Regions from separate parts of the Pungitius pungitius genome. Here region 1 is linked to region 2. Evidence: chromatin contacts called from public Hi-C data. All regions are on one chromosome and are shown on one strand. The core of a region is the stretch at or near the end of the contact, and the rest is flanking DNA. Distances in the headings are between cores, read along the strand shown. Region 1 holds the start of rabggta (Rab geranylgeranyltransferase subunit alpha). Region 2 holds the start of kita (KIT proto-oncogene, receptor tyrosine kinase a).

Evidence for each region. Hi-C and Micro-C count contacts between places; a contact is called where the count stands out from the background.
Region 1: a contact with region 2 is called in a Hi-C map of muscle, with 9 times the contacts expected there. The contact joins the promoter of rabggta here to the promoter of kita in region 2. A contact is called at or near these places in 2 of 2 Hi-C or Micro-C datasets (both in muscle).

What each region holds. Positions count from the first base shown.
Region 1 is chr7:21,209,728-21,214,482 of fPunPun2.1, forward strand. rabggta (Rab geranylgeranyltransferase subunit alpha) reads left to right here and starts at 2,466. Exons shown (of 17, transcript XM_037470137.2): 1 at 2,466-2,604; 2 at 2,791-2,833; 3 at 2,941-3,051; 4 at 3,208-3,332; 5 at 3,416-3,603; 6 at 3,692-3,952; 7 at 4,134-4,217; 8 at 4,294-4,376; 9 at 4,462-4,557. The coding sequence starts at 2,831. It overlaps LOC119216784 (GTPase IMAP family member 8-like), which reads left to right. Exons shown (of 6, transcript XM_037469919.2): 4 at 1-194; 5 at 312-455; 6 at 1,496-2,030. The coding sequence ends at 1,665.
Region 2 is chr7:21,039,084-21,043,845 of fPunPun2.1, forward strand. It overlaps kita (KIT proto-oncogene, receptor tyrosine kinase a), which reads left to right and starts at 2,459. Exons shown (of 21, transcript XM_037470413.2): 1 at 2,459-2,920. The coding sequence starts at 2,860.

The DNA.
Region 1 (4,755 bases), core at 1,216-3,715, 170 kb after region 2:
GCAGCTCTTCCACCCCGAGGCGGGCGAAGTCCACCTGAGGATGCAGGAGAAGTTTGCAAGCACGCGGCTGACGGAGGTGCTCAAGCAGCGGCTGGAGGCGGAGTTCAGGCGGAGGGAGCTGGAGCTGATGGAGGGCTTCAAGGAGACGCTGCTCCGCCTGCAGGGAAGCGCGAGGAGCAGATCAAAGTCGCTGAGTGAGTCCCTCAAGTTCATGTGTCCCTCGAGCTTCATGAGTCCCTCAAGCTTCATTCGAGTTTTCCCCCGTCGATATCCTGCGCTTCTGATCTTTTGTTTTCTTCTTGTTTTCGAAGCCATGGAGAAGAAGAAAGTCGGAAAGGAGGAGGAAAGAATCAAAAGGACACTCTGTCTGGAAATTGAAAAGCTGGATATGGAAATGAAAATGAGGAAATCCTCAGTTGACATGCAGAGCAGCATGGACATCCTCTTCCCCGAATGTAAGTAATGAGGCTAAGCCCCGCCCCTTCTGGCTTCACCAACCTCTTTCAACCTAATTTGTAAACATATTCTGCTAAGCTGCTAGCTAGCTAGCTTAGCCTAGCTTAGCTCTGATATGTTTTTACCCAGCGACTCTTTTTCGAGTCTTCTACAAAAAGTTGTTTCCTGTGAAAAGAGACGTTTTTTAGGAAAAAACTCAAAATAAATAATCGTGTAAAAACCTTTTGTAGAAAGGGCACAAGGAGTAACTTTTCGAAGCATATAATGGTGCAGGACACAACAATCGACAACAGTCGACAGTAGAGAAGTTCAAAGACGACTTGTTGACTGGATTCGAATTGTCAAAAAATACCATCTTATAAAATCGTTTCCTAACCACAATTCCTTGGCCTTTGTGGAAAAGGTGACAGGGTTAAGGAAAGGTGGTTAGGAGAGTTGATGAGGAGTTAGGATAGGACAAGGCGGTGTTTAGAGATGGACTCCACTTCCACTGAGCTGCGTAGTTGTGATGGAGGAGACGCATGTTGGTGACGTCAGTCTGCAGCGGCTACAAGAAGCATCTGAGATGCCTTCATGTGTGGTTACAGTGTGAGTCATGCAGACGACATTTATTAACATACATGACTTAACGGCTACTCACATGATCTGCGTTTTTACATCATTATTGTTGTTTGTCGTGAACAGACCAATGATGCTATTTAAATATTGCAGCCGCAAGGAATTGTGGGACAGAATGATCTCCTTTCCTTTGGTAAAAGAAGGTCTGGTGGTTCCTTTACTAAAGGAGCTAAGTAAGGAAGCATTGAGGCTCCTTTCCTTAGCATTAGAGAATAAAACAGCTCTTCTCATAGCGCTACGTCCACGAGTTCACTTCCTTTCACGCAATGAGGAACCTTCCAGAGAACATTTGACAATTTGAATCCATCCGTTGCTCTCGGCGTCGTTTACTAAAAACAATGTCCCATGATGCTCCTCTTGAAGGGGCGGGGCTTATCCTCCCCATCATCAGCATGGTAACCTGAGTCTGGCCTTGTGTTAGTTTCCAGAGCAGAAGCAGCGACTCCCCTCCGACCCCTCCAGAAGGTCCTCGGGTGGCTGGCGAAGCTTCCGGTCGGCGGCGACATGGATAACCAGACGAGCCTGAACTTCTCCCAGACCTCCGGGTACAGATCGCTGCTGGACTCTGACCTCAAAAACCTGGACGAATAAGACGCATCAAGGATTTAAACACTGCAGAGTGTAAATAAATACTTTGAAACCTCTGAACATTTAATTTTGTTTGTTGGTCACAACGCGTGAGAACTTTATCTTTCTTTCACCGTGAACCTGTTAAACAGAACCAGATCCCTTGTTCTTTTTGAGGGATTTAAATAAATATGAATCAAATAATATTTTGTCCTTTGATGAAACAGCTCTTAATTTGACCAATTCAACGTTTAAACTACTGAGTTTGATTGAAAGGTATCTAAATTAATAATTTCAGTTGTGCCCCTGGGAAAGTAACCATTTACATACATTGTGTTAATGTGTTTCCTGTTTATTCTGTTACAGTAATAAAGGATTTTTTTCTTCCAGCAGATTTTCAATGTTTTCTCAAGGTGAATTAACATGACAATTAAAATGGACATTTCTTTAGCATCTGTTTAATAAAAACCTTTTTTGGCATTTTAAAATTGGAGCACTGCAGTTAATCAGTGGGATTAAGAAAAGACTTTAACAACTCTTTATGAATAGTTATCATCATAATTATCACTATCTATATACATCTACTTCAGTCCGGGTATTCATTTGTAATTGTCTGATTAACTTGAACTATAAATATTTAGATTCTCATGTTTTTTAGTTCTTTCACTTTTATTTAATTAGTATTATTAGTGTATCAAATGTGAATAACCATCAATTATTGGTTGATTTATATTTTGTATCATAAATCTGAAAAGTAACAAACATACAAACGGATGTGTTTTACAGCATTTCGCCTTTCTGTCCACTAGATGGCGACGAATCGCCTCCGCGACAGACGCTCTGCGTGACGTAGATTTCATGAGCCGGAAGTGAGGAATTGTAGTTGTTAGAGACCCCGATAGTGACAAGACGAATCAAACTACACCGTGAAAAACAGACAAGAAGCCGATTAAAACCCAACAGGTGCGTGTTTTGTGATTTGAACTGAGTCGCGTTCACTGCGCGTCTATAATTCCATGACGTGTTGAATGGAATGACGGTTGTTGTGTTGTTTACGGGTGGGGCTAATTAGCATGCTAGCTGCAGACACAGGTCTGACTGTCATTTTTAAAGACCTTAACATAACGCCTGTTTTTGGTTCTTAAACAGAAACTGTTTGAGGGTGAAGTTTCCTGCACAAACTGAAAGAATGGTGAGATTATCAATAAATGCACAAATAAATGGCATGATGATACACATTCATTGCATGGTGTTATTATTACACATGAGTGATTATCATTACTTTGTGTTCTTCGACAGCACGGCCGAGTGAAGGTGAAGTCTACAGCCCAGCAGGAGGAGGAGAAGAGAAAGGAGAGGGAGAAGAAGCTGAAGATTTACGTGGCTGCACGAGATGCCTGTTTCTCAAAGGTTTCTCCACACTTCTGCCTCACAGCCATTTCTCTGACTAAGTGGTGCCATATTAGCATTTCAGGTTTGTTCTTGTGCTCATGTCTCACATCAGCTTTCCCTGCATTTGTCTGCCTGTCTTTCCGTCCACTTGTCTTCCTCTATCCGGTGGGCCAGAGGAAAGCGGGCGTCTTTGACGAGGCGGCTCTCCAGATCACCCAGCAGCTCCTGTCATCCAACCCTGACTTTGGAACCCTGTGGAACTACAGACGAGAGATCCTGATGCACCTGGAGACTGTTAAGTGAGAACACCACCTTTGTGTCTCTCCACCTGTGAGTCCTCAGGGACAGGACAGGAGAGTGAGCTTCTCCTCTCCGTTTCCAGGGACGAGGACGAGGTGCAGAAGATCTACGAGGCCGAGCTGTACTTCCTGGAGTCTTGTCTCAAAGTGAATCCCAAGTCCTACGGCAGCTGGCACCACCGGGGCTGGGTCTCCACCCGCCTGCCTCGACCCGACTGGGCCAGAGAGCTGGGCCTGTGCGATCGCTGCCTGAGCCTGGACGACCGCAACTGTGAGTAACGCAGCAGAGAGATGAGATGAGAAAAGATACAAGACGTAGTAAAAAGAAACCAGATATTGGTACCCCCCCCCCCCTCCAGTCCACTGCTGGGATTACCGCCGGATGGTGGTGAAGAAGTCCGGCGTGCCGGTGGATCGAGAGCTGGAGTTCACCGATCGCCTCATCGGCTCCAACTTCTCCAACTACTCCAGCTGGCACTACCGCAGCACGCTGCTGCCGCTGCTCCACCCGGAGTCCCCCGAGCCCCTCCCGTCGCCGCGCCGACCGCCCCCCCACACCCCACCGCCGGCTTCCCCGCAGAACCACTCCCATCGCGTCTGCGAGGATCAGCTCCTGAAAGGTGAGCTGCAGCAGTCCGGCAGCAGGGGGCAGTGTGACGCTGTGACGAGGCCACGTGGTCTGATTGTGTTTCTACGGTGAACAACCGTTCACATGCATCTCTGCAGACACGACATCAAGGGGTTTACCCAGAATTCATAGCAACGTGCTGGGCCTTACACTCACAATCATTTTGTTTTCAGAATATGAGCTCGTGCAGAACGCTTTCTTCACCGACCCGAACGACCAGAGCGCCTGGTTCTACTACCGCTGGCTGCTGGGCAGAGGTGAGTCCGCCTGTCCACCTGTCTGGTTGTTGTTGTTGTTGTTTACTCTTGTCTGATGGCTGTCTTTCTGTCCCAGCGGAACGCGAGGAGACGATCAGCTGTGTGCTGGTGAGCCGGGAGCAGGAGACCGTGACCGTGGCCTTCTCCAGGCCCGTCAACGTGAGCCGCTTCTCTTCTTCTGGGCTTTTAAAAGAAGTAACGCTGCCTGTCGGCTGTGTTTAACCACTTGGTTCCTTCCACCAAGGCGCAGCCTGGCGGTTTGATGCTGTTTCTGGACGGTCAGCCTCAGAGGGTTCAGTGGAGGAGCGTCCACCCGCGCTTCAAGCACAGCCCGGTGTGGGTATCCTCCCCCATCACCATACCTTATTATCATCATTATTATTATTATCGTTTGACATCCTGCTCTCGCTGCTTTCATTTTTCTTTTTAAAAGCTTTTGTGTGTCGTCGGGTTTGGAGTAGAGAACGTATGCCCCCCCTCCCACCCCCTGGCCCCCCCCTCCATCATTAAACAACGGCGATAATAAAATAAATGATTC
Region 2 (4,762 bases), core at 1,209-3,708:
CACAAGCTGTTGTCTCACCAGTTTCCTCGTGCAGATCAGAGAGAAAACAACTTTGTGCGTTGCCCACAGAGACTTTTATGTGAATGGGAAAATCAATGTGTGACAATTGATGGGTCCACAGGAGGTAATGCTTCGAGGAAGTTAAATTAGAGGTTTGGTTTCAGACCATTAGAGCTCTGAGGAGGCGTCTCGCCTTATGAGAAGTGATATTAAATGACAAAATCTATTTAGGCTTCAGTTTATGGTTTAAGTCTGTAATGCTGTTGAGACATTTTCACAACCCACATTTCTCTTCTTCACGAATGCGCTGTTTACGGGTCAAAAGCAGCTAATGAATACAGGAACGTGTTTGTTTCAAACTGTCCTCCGGGAATCCAGCCAGATGATTAATAAATGCATTAATGCAGCAGCGTGTACACAAACAATACGAGCAGAGCGTCCACCACGCATCACCAAAACAAACACGGACGCTTGAGTGTTTGATGAAAGCTGAAAGATCGTCACGTCAGAGAGTTGCATGTGTTTCTAATAGCGCTGTCAACATAAAGGCAATAATCGACGCAAAGTAATGCAACTAAATATTTTAACGTAGTGAACGTACAAGAAAAACAAACATTCATTAAAGCAACATTGTTAGAACAACAACATTCATTCATAATGAATTTCAAAGTGTGCGATTAATTAGTTTTTTTTTTAAGCCCTGGTTTCTCATCATGATGGACTTTATTTACTTATTTACTTTAGCTAAAAGAAGACAAGAATTACAAGAACGGTTGAGTCAAGAACATTGTTTGCCACATGAAAACCTCAGAGGAGCCTTCATGGGTTATAAGTGATGACGTGGTTCTTAGAAATGTCTCATTGTGTCTGTTTGAATGGTTCGTGGTAAATCTGCTCAGTGTTGAATACAACGTCATTTAACTGATGCTTTTATCACAAGCAACTTTTGTTGCATGTTTAACACATGGAGTTTACATTTTTACTATTGAGGGTTAGATGTATTGCTCAGGGACACGTTGACATGGAACATGGGGAAGCCAGGGTTCAAACCAACAACCCTGTGGTTCCTGGCGCACCCTCAACAGTCCATGCGACACATTACATGGAGTTAAGCCTGATACCAAGAAGTGTGACACTGTGTACAGGATAAGCAGTTTGAAGATGGATGGATGGACTTTGCTGTGTACACATTGGATTTCTCCACTTAGCAATCGAAACAGCAAATTATCCCAATATTGTGTTTAAATAGAGGCAGATAGCAGTGTTTGCAGTTAGATTATAAATTAAACACGTGTATTGTACCTGGCGCTACACCCATTTTTCACAGAATGGAGAACATGGAGATCATGTATGGAAGTTAAGTTACTGCTGATGTAGAGGCATTTTTTTTGGAGCCTTTAAACCACAAACAAACAATCATGGGTGTAACCACGCATTCTTTGGGGGGGTCGTGTCCCCCCTCAATATTGAGAAAATACCGATCCCATGAGCGCTGTCCATGGATCGGTCTCTTGTTATTGTCTTGTTTATTTTCAATTCATCTCCGTGTGTTAAGAACAGTGTGAATCCCCCCTCCTATCTGTACACTTGTGTGATTTCGTTAAAAACCATCTCGCGTGGTTCTGCGTTGTCATGGTTACCGATCACCTTCTCGTCAGTCAGTTGAGAGCAAAGAAAGTTACGTTAACTTGTTGGAAAGGAGAATAATGGAGGATTTAAGGTTGTTTAAAAAGTGGAGAAAACTGGACCAGCAGCCGAGCGTCGACAGTAAATATATAAGCAAATAAAACCGGTAGCTTCATAAAATCATGTATGCAATGCAATTATGATATATATGAATATGATGGAGAAGGGTACTCATTTGGACCCCCCCCCCCCATGTCTAAACCATGGTTCTGCCCTTGCAAACAAATGATAAGTGGAATGATGTAAACGTAAAACATGTCACTGAATGCAGAACTAACCAGTGGGTTCCCTTAAACTGTCACTCACACAAATCATCAGCTCGGTTTGCAACAATCAAAGGAAATAACGAAACTTGCTCTTGTTGGGATTATAAAGACCTGTTTTCAATAAAAGGGAAATCACTAATTCCTGTCAACATTATGCAGAGACCAGTCGAGTTTGATCCAATAGAAAACTAGGCCAACTCTGCGAGTGTGTGAGTGAAAAAACAAGCGTCATGCGTGTTCTCATGAGGGAAACACAAAGGGTCATTATGTCCTGCTGCCAATCTAGTCTCAAGTGTGTGTGCTGTGAAGAATAGAAAATCCTGTAGAAATGTAAATATGCTCCGTGGTGTCGACACGGGCTGAGTGGAGAGACTTTATTAAATAACATATAAAAAAAACCCAGACTGACCCAGACCACCCCGCCCCGTGGATAGCCCCCCCATATAAACACCAAAGTCCCTCACAGAGCTACAGCTACACCCCCTCCACCCCCTCCACACACACACACACACGCACACAGAAGGAGCACAGCGATGTGTGCGGATGTTGGAGACGGCTGCGTTGCTCCACTGAGCATCTGCGCCTTTAAAGGCTTGTGAGTGCGCACAGCTCCAACTTGTACACAACTCCGACGCGCCTTTCAGAGAGGCACCTCAACCCCGCAGAGAGGCACCTAAATCCCGCAGAGGCACTTCAACCCCGCGGAGAGGCACCTAAATCCCGCAGAGAGGCACCTTAACCCCGCGGAGAGGCACCGCATCCCCGCGGAGAGGCACCTTAACCCCGCAGAGAGGCACCTTAACGCCGCGGAGAGGCACCTTAACGCCGCGGAGAGGCACCGTAACCCCGCGGAGAGGCACCGTAACCCCGCGTAGAGGCTCACCTTCACGGCTGGCCCCATGGAATAATGACTATGGAATACCACTGGATCGTGCTGTCTGTGTTTCTGCAGATAACCTTCCATCCAGGTGAGCCACTTGTTGCTGTTTTATTGGTATTTGAGAGCAGACCCGGGTGTGTCTCTACCGAAGGACCCCATCGCCATCCCGCGGTGCTTTTCACCACTTTTCTTTGTGGCGGTGCAGCGAGGGGAGCGGACCATCTGTCCAATGCTCCGTAGCGCAGGGCACCGTTAATAAGCAGAGGATGGAAAGGACACGCGGCACACACCTGTGCTCGAGGGACCGCGGCAGGTTCACAAACCGTCTTTATGGAAATAAAACGTTATCAGCGACTCCTGATCACGAGGAAGTTTGCAGGTGATGAGAAAGAACGCAAATCAGACACACATCGAGCTTTGTTTGAAACACATCAGCACGTGAGGGTTGGATCCATTTCCATCGAACTGTTGATTTCCATTTAGAGGAAACAACTTTTAGTTTGTAAAGTCAGTGTTTGTCCCTCTGCCTCGTGCGTCAGGTGGATCCTTTCTTTGGGCCCCCCCCCCGTTGCTTGTTTCTACTCGACAGCTCCAGAGGATCCAGGGGAGGGGGGGGTGCCGGGGGGGGGGGGGGGATTTGCGTGCACGCAGAGGCCTTGCCAGTCATGTGATGCCGTGAAGCTTTCAGCGCTCAGACCGAATCCACCGGGTGCTCCCGCGTATCGGACTCGTCTCCCGGTTGATGCCTTAACGGGAGATTTTCACCGGTTCAGAACCGAGCGCCTGGTGTCCTGTGATTCTGTCCTTCAGTCATCCTCATCATCAGCTCTTTGTGTTCATGCATCTATTTGAGAGTGGAGGGCGCAGTTGTGTCTGTATTGAACAACACATCAAGTGTGTAGGCTCATTGGAACCTCTTCCACCATAAGAGGTCGATTATAGTACAATTATTGATTGTCGGGTCATTAAGGGCTTACATAGATCGTTCTTTAAGTTCAGAGAATTCCAGGGACCCTTAAACTGTGGGTAGCAAAGGCCCCGAGGGGCCCTTGTGATCGGCTGTTCGAAACAGCAAGGGGTCTGAGGGGCCGCCTTGTTCAGCGGACTCATGTTTTAAACCACAAGGGGCCGGGGGCCCTCAACGGGTGAGCCCGCATTTTTAACTTTAAAGGGTTTAATGGCCCTCATACTCATTGTAAACCCCCAGGGGCTCAATGGGAAGTTTCACTGTGCACACCGAGGGCCACAACTCTTAGCTTCCATCGGAAATCATCAGGCCAAGCGTGCTGACCCCTCAGTGGAACCCTACAACCCCTCCGTGGCCCCTGCAACCCCTCTGTGGCCCCTACAACCCCTCTGTGGCCCCTACAACCCCTCTGAGGCTCCGTAGTTCCGTTTCACCGGAGGAAGCTGTTGTCCTGCGGCGCTCGTCTCTTTGATGGCTTTGATAAAAATGGAGTAGGATGAGGACTCGTGCTCTCGCAGTGAGTCTCGTTGCCTGGACAATAGTGAGAAAAGTCGTAATTCCAGCTGAGGTTTGTGCTTCTCAGGTGATCAAAATCCTATTTTGTCCCATAATGAATGTGACTCACAAGAAGATACAGGTGGAATGTTTTCCATACTGAGGCTGAGACCCCATGGTGTGTATAAAGAAAGGGTCCCAACACGCCTCCAAATGAATCCGGTTTGTTGGCTCTCTGGGTTTGAAGGAAGATCCCGTATCCCAGTAGAGTCCAATTCTAGACATTTTCAATGACCACAACAGCTTTAATAGCACTTCCTGTCGAGATGAGTGATGTCAAAGCTGTGTTAAAGCTGCCGTCTCTCTCTTGACCAGCAGGGGGTGACTCCTCGGGTCCTATGGAAGTTTATGAGATAATGACTACTTCTCCCAATAAACATTGCAAAATGATGGTCTCTAGTTTCAAGT